Linked DNA regions of Gossypium hirsutum: region 1 is linked to region 2. Evidence: chromatin contacts called from public Hi-C data. All regions are on one chromosome and are shown on one strand. The core of a region is the stretch at or near the end of the contact, and the rest is flanking DNA. Distances in the headings are between cores, read along the strand shown. Region 1 holds the start of LOC107962851 (pathogen-associated molecular patterns-induced protein A70). Region 2 holds the start of LOC107962858 (translation machinery-associated protein 22).

What was found. A called contact is a pair of places that touch in the nucleus more often than the background predicts.
Region 1: a contact with region 2 is called in a Hi-C map of leaf, with 2.6 times the contacts expected there. The contact joins the promoter of LOC107962851 here to the promoter of LOC107962858 in region 2. A contact is called at or near these places in 2 of 34 Hi-C or Micro-C datasets (both in leaf).

What each region holds. Positions count from the first base shown.
Region 1 is chrA06:30,108,113-30,112,964 of Gossypium_hirsutum_v2.1, forward strand. It overlaps LOC107962851 (pathogen-associated molecular patterns-induced protein A70), which reads right to left and starts at 2,793. Exons shown (of 1, transcript XM_016899394.2): 1 at 1,395-2,793. The coding sequence starts at 2,430. The coding sequence ends at 1,534.
Region 2 is chrA06:29,776,593-29,781,562 of Gossypium_hirsutum_v2.1, forward strand. It overlaps LOC107962858 (translation machinery-associated protein 22), which reads right to left and starts at 3,292. Exons shown (of 7, transcript XM_016899411.2): 1 at 2,983-3,292; 2 at 2,443-2,538; 3 at 2,259-2,323; 4 at 1,874-1,955; 5 at 1,715-1,782; 6 at 1,540-1,623; 7 at 676-1,118. The coding sequence starts at 3,130. The coding sequence ends at 1,062. It overlaps LOC107962857 (type 2 DNA topoisomerase 6 subunit B-like), which reads left to right. Exons shown (of 12, transcript XM_041115347.1): 12 at 42-490. The coding sequence ends at 92.

The DNA of each region.
Region 1 (4,852 bases), core at 1,543-4,042, 330 kb after region 2:
CAACAAAAAAAAATACAAAAAAAAGAAACTTAAAATAATTTTGAAATTCAAATTATTTATAAAATTATAATTTTTTTTAAAAAATCTAACAAATATATAAAAAATAATAATTTTCTAAAATAATAATTTTTGGGACCTAAATAATTTAATTTATAAATTAAATTTATCATATTAAAGTATTTTATTTTATTTTTTATTTTACTTTGAAAATAATTTCAAATATATATAATTTTAAATTTATATTCTCCATAAAATTAATTATATTATAACAAAAAATTAATTCAAGATATTTTTTTAATTTACCTCAAATAATTTTATTTAAATTAATTCAAATTTTATTTCAATTCAATTACCTGTTAAATTTCACTCCATCAAACGTCAAATTGATAGGCGGGAATGGCAACTCCAAACTCTTACTATCCCCCATACATCATTTACATGCACATTAAATTTGGGTGTAAATGCATAGTAGCCAAACATAATCTCCCACGTGCATCACAGCCAAGCACCTGACAGTGCGACAGATGGAGATCGCCATTTTATGTGGACAAACAAATTTAAAAGGAAAATATTTGACAAATCTAATAAAAAATATTTCACACATTAAAATTTTTAAACTCCACAAATGATATTAAAAATAAACAAATATTATATAAAATATTTTATCCTAGCCAGGCGCGGGTATAGTCCCGGCCATCTCTAAAATTAAAATTTTTTTAACTCCCTTTAAAACTTATAAAAATTTAAATTAATAAAAATAAAATTATATTTTAATCTCTCTAAAAATAATAAAAATTTAATTTTATCTTTTAAAAATTATAAAAATATACAATTTAATTTAAACAATTACACTTAAATTCAGACTTCGCCACTACTTATAAAATAAAAATATAAGATTAATGTACCTAATACTCAGTAAATAAATTCATATATATTTGTACCAAATTACCCCATCTCTCCCTTCAATTTCAATCCCACCATCGTTCCTCTTCTGTTCTGTCCCTTTCAATCCAAAACAAAACGTGGGGTCTTTGTAAGCATGGCCTGCCCTCTCCTCCTGTAAAACAGGCCAATACCCTCTTTACACAGTTTTTCTCCACTTCCAGACTTGGAACCTACAGGTTTCCACAGTCTTGTCTGAAAAAACAACTAAGGGTCCATTGCATGGCATGCCCTTCTACAACATTTTTCTTGTACCCACTTTAACTCTTAGTAGATAACAGCTAAAAACTAATGCTAGTAATGGCAATGGTGACAATCATATGATTCATGAACCAGGAAACAGTACTAATTGGGACATTAATGGATATAAATGCCTAGAGAACAACCAAATAACACAACTGATAAACCCCATTCAAAGGAAACTTAAAATAAAAAATAAAAAAACCAGAAAATGAAATGAAAGTGCCATATTTTTTTTCCTGAACACAAAGTTCCAACAGATGTAAACAATACCAGTAGTAGATCTACACCAATAATTAAACCCTGAAATTAACCCCCCCCCAAAAAAAAAGATTGAAAATGTAAAGCTTTTCACCTACCACTCCCTCTATTGATCATCTCCTTGTACCTAATGATGGAATCAAGCTTTTGCAGTTTCAGCTGGTGCTTGAACTTGTTGATGAAATCATCAGCTTTGGCATCCACCTCATCGTCTTCTTCCTCCGTAGCTTTCTCTTTCCCTTCTCTCACGGTGGCCGGCCGTCGATTTTCCACGATATCTCCTTCCTCGAAATGTTGAAAAGCAGACTTTACACTTGCAGATTTCTTCATCTTCCTCGGAAGCTTAGTTGGTACCTCACCAGATGCTGGTTTAGTATCAGATTTGGTCCTCGCAACATGATTTCCCTCCTTCAGTTGACTGTATACTTCATCAAGCGTTTTTCCTTCACCTTGGGTTCCCTCCCTTTCATCTTGTTTTTCAGGCTCTTGCACCTTTTCATCATGTCCCTCACCCTGAGCTACCTCTGGAGGATAATGGGGGTAACTCTCATGGCTTTTGGTCTGCTCTGGGGAGAAGTAACCGTAGAGGTTAATGGACTTTAGCCTTTGCAAAACAGAAGGGGATCTCTCAAAGGAAGGCTGGCGCTGTTGTTGAGGGGTTTGTTGTTGAAAAGAGAAATGGAAATCACCCACATCAGAGACACTTTCATAGGCAGTGGTAGCACTAGCAACAACAGGTTCTTGAGATCTGTAAGCAGACAAGTTGATAGATTTCAGCCTCTGCAACATAGATGGAGATCTAACAAACTTTGGGTTTGTTTCATCATCTGGGTGGTACTGCCTTTGTGCGTCACTACTAGGCTTGCTGGAACTCAAAGTGGAAGTGAAATAGATGGTACCTATTGTAAGGTTAAGGAAGACAAAGAACACAGTTGGGGTAAACCAGCTTAAAATGGAAGACCATAGGGAATATGGTACTGTTGACATTGGTTCTTCCAACGTGGCTTTGGATGTGTCTGGTTAGGGACTAAAATGAGAAGAGAAAGACAAGGGGTAATGGGAAAAGAAATGGTGGAAGGTAAAGTGGTGGAGGGTTGTGTTTAAGGGCGGGCCAACTGTTTATGAAATTTTTATGGGGGATTTTCTCTAGGATATTTGAGTTTGGATACTTGTCAAGATCTCCATTTTTTGTGTTGATGTATAATAAAGAAAGGGTTATATATATATATATAATTTTTTAAAGTTTTTAGTGTGAAGATTTTGAAAAGGCATGTGCTGGGGAGAGTGAATAGATTTTGTGAGAAACAGACAAAAGAGAAGGGAGAGATTGGCTTGGCTTTTATGGAAGCCAGAGCAAATATGAGGGTGTAGGGCTATCTTTCATTAAAGGAGGGCTGAGTGGCTGACAGTGTATCGCATTTAGGGTTTTGATATAATGGTATTTGATGTTAAGTGTTATGTTTTACTTTCATAAACTTTTTTAAGGATTAATTGTACTATACATTTTTAATGTATAGCTCAAAATTTTTAATAATTACTATCAATCAAGAATTTTTGTCAATCTAGCTATTATTTTATGTATCAAATTCTATTTTCGTAATATTTTTCGCTCGTTTTCACCATCAATACAATGATAGATGTTATTATAATATTTTTAAGTTTAACTTTCTTTTCCTTTTATGAAAATGTTTATTTTATTTTATATTAATATTCTTTAAATCAAATTAATCAAGTTTTAAAAAAAACATAAATGCATTTAAACCTCATCATAAATTAATTTCAAACTTCATTTAAACTTAAATACATGGCATAAACTCATTCAAGTAACATAACGAAATAAAACTTAATTAATAACATCAAAATAACTTGAATTTCAACTATTTTTTTTATAAATATCATATTCAAATTAAGTCTTTATGTACATGTCAAAGTCCTTATGCAATAACAATTAATATAAATACATTACAACTTCAATGAAAGGTGATGTGAAATTCAAATCTTATACTTCTCATTGGCGCGTTTTAAACCACTAATGCATGAGCCTAACAACTTAGTATGTAATCAAGGATAAGCTTATTTATCTTATACTAATATAAATGTTAAGTCCCTTATTAAGAATTTTTCAAGTTCATTTCCATCATACTAAGCCATTTTAACAGATTCGGTTTTGATTACTGATTATAGAGTTCAATTTACTGGTTATTGGTTCTTTAACAATTCGTATTGAGAATTCATGTTCAAGATTATTATCAAGGTTACCAATATTGTTCAATCTAAGTTCATAGCCTTTTTAACTTAACTTTCTAGTTTATTCACATGTGTGTTCCACTTATGGCTATAAATTCTTTATGTAAGGCATATCTTCCCTCATTTGTTTCCTTATTAGGGGTATACCAATACATAATTTTTAAGCACAATTTCATGTCTTATGGCTACAGGATGACCTTATCATAAAAACATAGCCTTTTAACTTGTTAATCCTTTAAAAAAATATACTTTAGAGTACATTTAAATTTTATAATCATAAGAACATCTTATTATCAATATTTTTATTCAAATGGCCCATAATAATATAAGGAAATGACTTGGATACATGGGACTTCCTCCAAAACACACCAAAGAGCACATAGTGCTAGGTACCAAATCAAATCCCTTCAAAACACACCAATGGGGACCAAAGTGCCAAGCCGCCAAACACACCAAAGAGCACCTAAGTGCTAAGCCCGAAGGCGTTAAAATATGCATGTGACTGCATAACCTAAAGGCAGCAGAGAGTGTGTGTAATATGTGCAAAGATTGAAGGCAACAAAACTCCAAGTATGACATTCTAAGTACACATAAATCCATACTAGTGTAACACACCTAACCCGTATCTGTCGTCAGGAAAGGGTTACGAGGTATTACTAAACGAAAACACAATTTTCGGACATTCATGGATACACATAGAAATTTAATCATTTTAATTCATCACATTTGGACCTATACTAAATCAAATCAATTATAATAGGTTATATAGATATATTAAAAACCAAGTTACTATTCATAAGGTCATTTTCCTAAAGTTTAGCCGAACATATATAACATGCTAACCACGTATGTCTTATTTAAAGTCAACTTTCATTCTTCTTTATTACTATATACACATATAACACTTCTAATAAACAAGCATTACTTCAATTATCATATATTCAATCAATCTACGAATAATTTCAAAACATAATTATTTAATCAAATATACCAAAATGTATATGCCAACATCATGACAAAAATTACAATTACATAACCTATTTACTTGTTCATCTACTCGACTATCAAAATCAAACATTTTAATCATACCAATTCCACCATAAATTTTAAGTTAAACTTACCATATAATATTCGTATACACATATGTCAACTTGTCACATAA
Region 2 (4,970 bases), core at 2,042-4,541:
TTCGCATATATAACTTGTAGTCATAAACTTCAGATTTGCAGTTATGCCCCAGACCTTGCAAGCTCAATTGCTGGCATCATCTTGTCATCTAATGATGTGAAGTTCCGAAGCAAATGCTCCTTGCTTCTTGAACTATCTCAGTCTCAAGAGATCGGAAAGCAAACCGTTGAAGATCGTATCAAGGAAAAGATAATCTCAGTCATAGAGACAAACGATAGGAAGCCAGAGAAAATCAAAGAGGCTGCACCTTTTCTTTTTGAAGATGACCGTCCCCAGGACCTAGACCCAGCCGACTTATATTTGGAGGAACACGAAGGAGGTGATGATGTTTTTAGTTTCCCAGATTGATTGATATGTTATACTTTATCCTCATGCAATTAACCAATTCCATCCAGTTTCGGCATGATAAAAAGAACATGCATGCTTTGCATAAGGCAAAGGATCAGTCCCTACACTATGAGTAATAGTTAATACATCTCTCTTCAATATCTGTTTTGAGTAGCATTGCTAATTATCTCAGTATGATAAGGGAACTTTACATGCGTTCAAAAGACAGGAAAAACGAATTCATATTCATCATAAAAACCTTTTCAGTGAGTTTTCTTTTTTAGAGATGACATTTTTGGAAAGAATAGCCATGAACACCGAACATAGATTATGAAACAAGCATAAAAATACCAAAAAAAAATTCATCTTAAAGACCTCGTATTTTTGTCCTATACACCAAAAACACTTGGTTATAATGTTCAAGTGCTATGATATTCTCCCATCTATCTACTCTTTCTTTCTGTAATACCATCGTCATTCACATGAAAATGAACTTCAAGTGTTTCCCCATCAAAGAAAAACACTCCGTACATGTAAAAAGATTATACTGCAACCCAAAAATATTAAAACAGTAACATGATGATCCAAGAACCAGTGAGCTATGTATGAAGTAGGTTTAGGGAAAATTATCCAACTACGGATGAATAGATGCTATGTCCAATTAAAGTGGAACTGGCTCATCGATGTGCTTTAAAATCCCACCCAGTCCCCTGCTCTGGCACCAAGTTCTAGCATCAAGCAGCGGGAACCTTTTTCCCATCCTCGATGAAGAAAATGGCAGTTTCAGGTACCTGAAAGGAAACAACAAAGAATGGTAATGCTGCCTTTTCTGAACATGATTTTAATATAGTAACGCATCATAAGAAGACTCCAAAGGATGGTAATGCCATCTTTTCCAGCAAGGAGGCATGCATTAAATTTATCAGGGTGTACGAATAGTCAAATATGAAACATACAACCAAACAAATATAATCAAATTTCATCAAGTTTTAGCATTAACAATGAACAATAAAACCTCACTTTCAAGGTAATAAAGAAACATAACTCAGAATTGGAGAGTTTCATGTTGAAATGTATTTCCATGTGTAAGACCAGAGTAATGTCTTTTCTAATGGTAAAGGCAAAGAAAATAAACAAACATTGTTCCATATTTCTCATATGAAGCATTTTCATATTGAATAAAATGTAAAGTGACATTATTGAAAACATTACAGCAGGCCAGGTCTCTGTAATATATTCCACAATATCATACGATATGTCTCCTTGAACATCAATTTGCTCCTTGTCAGTTGGTCCCTAAAGGAAAACAATCATTGAAAAGCTTGTAAGAAACAAAGGAACCGATAATGGAATGAAAAAACTACAAGTAAAGATGACTTTGACGCACCTTAACAACTGATGCACCGGTGGCAAATTTCTTCCCAAGCTTTTTCGAAGCATCACTAAGCTTAATTCCTGAAAAACAACTCCTCCTAAAAAAATTAACTTGTTCTGAAAAAAACTAATAAATAGATGAAAAAGATAAAAATGTGAGAATGCAACTCACCAAATAGATCCAATCCTTTCACAATGGTGATACATTTGCGCCTATTACGTACAACCTTTTCAATGACAACTTCTTGTTTCTCCTTTTATTTGACAAAAAATGGGGAAAATTAGGAAGACTAGATATGTTATTCTCACATATAATAAACAAACCTTGTATGTAAGAGATCCACAAGCAATAACCAAAAAATTAAAGAAAAGAAAAGGAAACAGAAGAATTGGTTCCATGAAATATTGTAGCATTCATCCTTGCAGGTTACCTAAGCTAATTAATGGAAAGGTATTTAAATTTTAAACATTGGGAATCAAAAGCTTCAAAACACCCTATAAATATTATGAGCATATAATGCCTGAGGAGAAAAAAATTGAAAAAGAAGGAACTTTACTTTCTTCTTTATTTTTCCACCAGGAAGACGTTTTACATCTTCTTGTTTAGATGACACTGTGCTCCCTGAAAATTGAAAACAAACATTGGATCAGTGAAAATGAAAAAAAAGATGAATAAAACTTTTTTAAACGAATTATTTGTGATAAAATATATTTATATTTCCATATAAAGATCATTTAAACCTGGTGGAGCTGAAGATGCTGCCCCTTCAGCAGCAGAGGAAATACCAACTGATTGCAGCTGTTCAGAAACCTTCTCACCCTCCTTTTCATTAGCCTCTGAACATCAAAGAGAAATCTTTAATTAACTTACTCTATGAAACTCACATTAAAAAAAAAAAAAAGCAAAAAAGTGCCTTTCTTCTCTTATCCTTCCAATTACAGTTTAGGCAAAGTTAAAAAAAAAAGAAAAAGAAAAAGGAAACAAATAGAAGGGTGTTAAAATCATAGTAAAACAATTGACGTTAAGCATACATGTTTTTGTGTGTATATTTAGTAGCAAAATGCAAAGAATTTTTAATCATTTATCAATTCATATCAGAAAAATATCTCCAAGAAAAACCAAATTTAAACCCCAAAAAAGCCCACAAAAAAACAAAATTTCATCTTCTTTAATATCTTTGTCATCGGCAAACAGACAGAAAGGCATGGGATTAAAATTAAAAAAAAAAACTCAAGTATGCAAACTAATTAATATAGAGAAAAATAGAGGGGAAAAAAAACCTTTGAGGAGATGTGGGTAAAGGTCAGGGGCGTTGCTGATCAACCAAGGTTTACACTTTTCGAAATCAGGGCCGAATTCACAGTACTCCGCTGGAAGAGAACATATGGGACAATATAAAACTTTCACTGGTTGTGGTTTCTCTGCCATAATTTCTTCAATTCTTTTTTTTTTTTGTTACTTCTTCCCTTTGTTTTGGATATAATGGATGTAAATAATCAAAACCCAGATTTCTTTTCGTAAAGTAAAAATTCGTTTCCTTTTTCCCGGTTACAGTGCGACGCAACCGCAATCATGCAATGATGTAAAGAGAACCCGATTCTCTCTTTCTTTCTTGTTAGGGAAATAGGCCTATCTAAGTGGGCTAACTCGGGCTTGGCAGTGAGTGAATCTGGTCCGAGATGTGGCAGTGTTATTAGATTTGGTTCAGGCCCTCTTTGCTAATCCGAGTTTATATTAGATAAATTATATTTTTAGTCACTTAATTATACAAAACTTTTTATTTTTGATCATTTAATTATAAAAAATTATAATTTAATCACTAAAGTATTCAATATTTGTGTTTTTTTGGTCACTTAAACGTTAGATACCTAAAGGAAGGACGGCGTGGCTATTTTCTAAGTAACATAATAACAATTTTGGCCATTAATATTTATATATTATTTTAATTTGATCCTAATTTTAAATAATTGGAGCTCAATCTTTTTCTATTTAGTCTTAATTTTTTTAAAAAAAATCATAACATTTTCAAATTATTTTTAAAAATTCAAAAAAAAAATTTGTTAAAAAATAGAGCTTCAAAAAAGTTTTATAATATTGGTGGAAAATTCGTCCACAATTCGGAAAAGGTGTGATTAATGATATCTCAACTTTTGTTAAGCCTTAAATCCTTTGCCTAGACAATGTAAATCATTTGGCGATGCATATCGCATGTCTAATCATCCTTTTAGATTTTATGTTCATCAACTCTGCTATTAATGCAACAAACAGTTCTCTTAAATTAATTTAAGTAATTATTTTTTATTTAAAATTTATTATTTAGTCTTTAGAGATGCGGAATTATGTATTAAACTATTGTAATCAACATTTCTTCTAATCAATTTTTTCTCAACAGAAACTACAATTTGATAATTTCTTTCAAAACTTTGCCCTTACATGTTTTAAAAAATATTCAATCAAATTTTCATCATCTAGTCACTTTAATTTTTATACGTTGAACAAAAAACCAAAATTATCTTCAAATCTATTATTCTAATAGAATAAAATTACTTGACATACTATGTATAAAAAAATAATCCTTGATGAGATTTTATCGTTTCATTATCAACATTCTCATCAAATCATTTATTTCTAAGAATAATGTATTTTTCATGGAATTTAGGTTCTGTTTCCTTTTTCAATAACTATTTCTTTAGCACACTTGGTATCATTTTGGAATCCATCCTCCTTGTATTTTTCAAAAAAACTAAAGAAGACTTTTTAATTGTTTTATAGCTACATCAATTCGCATATCTTTTGATTGTAAACTATTGCTAGCCAATTCACAGCCAGTAATATTCCATACCAAATAGTCATGCCCAACCAAATTTAAAAATTTTGCTAAACATTCAACTTCACTTTGGATTTTAGGATCATCATTAACTTCATTTAATTTAAATAAAGGAACTTGAATTCTTATAGCTTTAATACTTTCAATTAGACTTTCTCAACATGTTTGTGACAATAATTTAAGAGTTAGGCTTAGCATATGATCTTGTACAATTTGCTATCTTTCATTGAAGAAGAAAATAATGAATATAAACTAGTAATATAACTTTCAAAATTAGAATATTATAACCTAGTTAGAAGCTAATTACCAATGAGCACTAGAGAAATTTAAAGAGATATTTTTCAGTCTTGATTCTTGAAAATTATATTTTTCAATTTTGGGGTCAAGAAGTACTAAAATCTTTTACAAACCTAAGAATTTTTATGAGAGTGAGAGAATTAA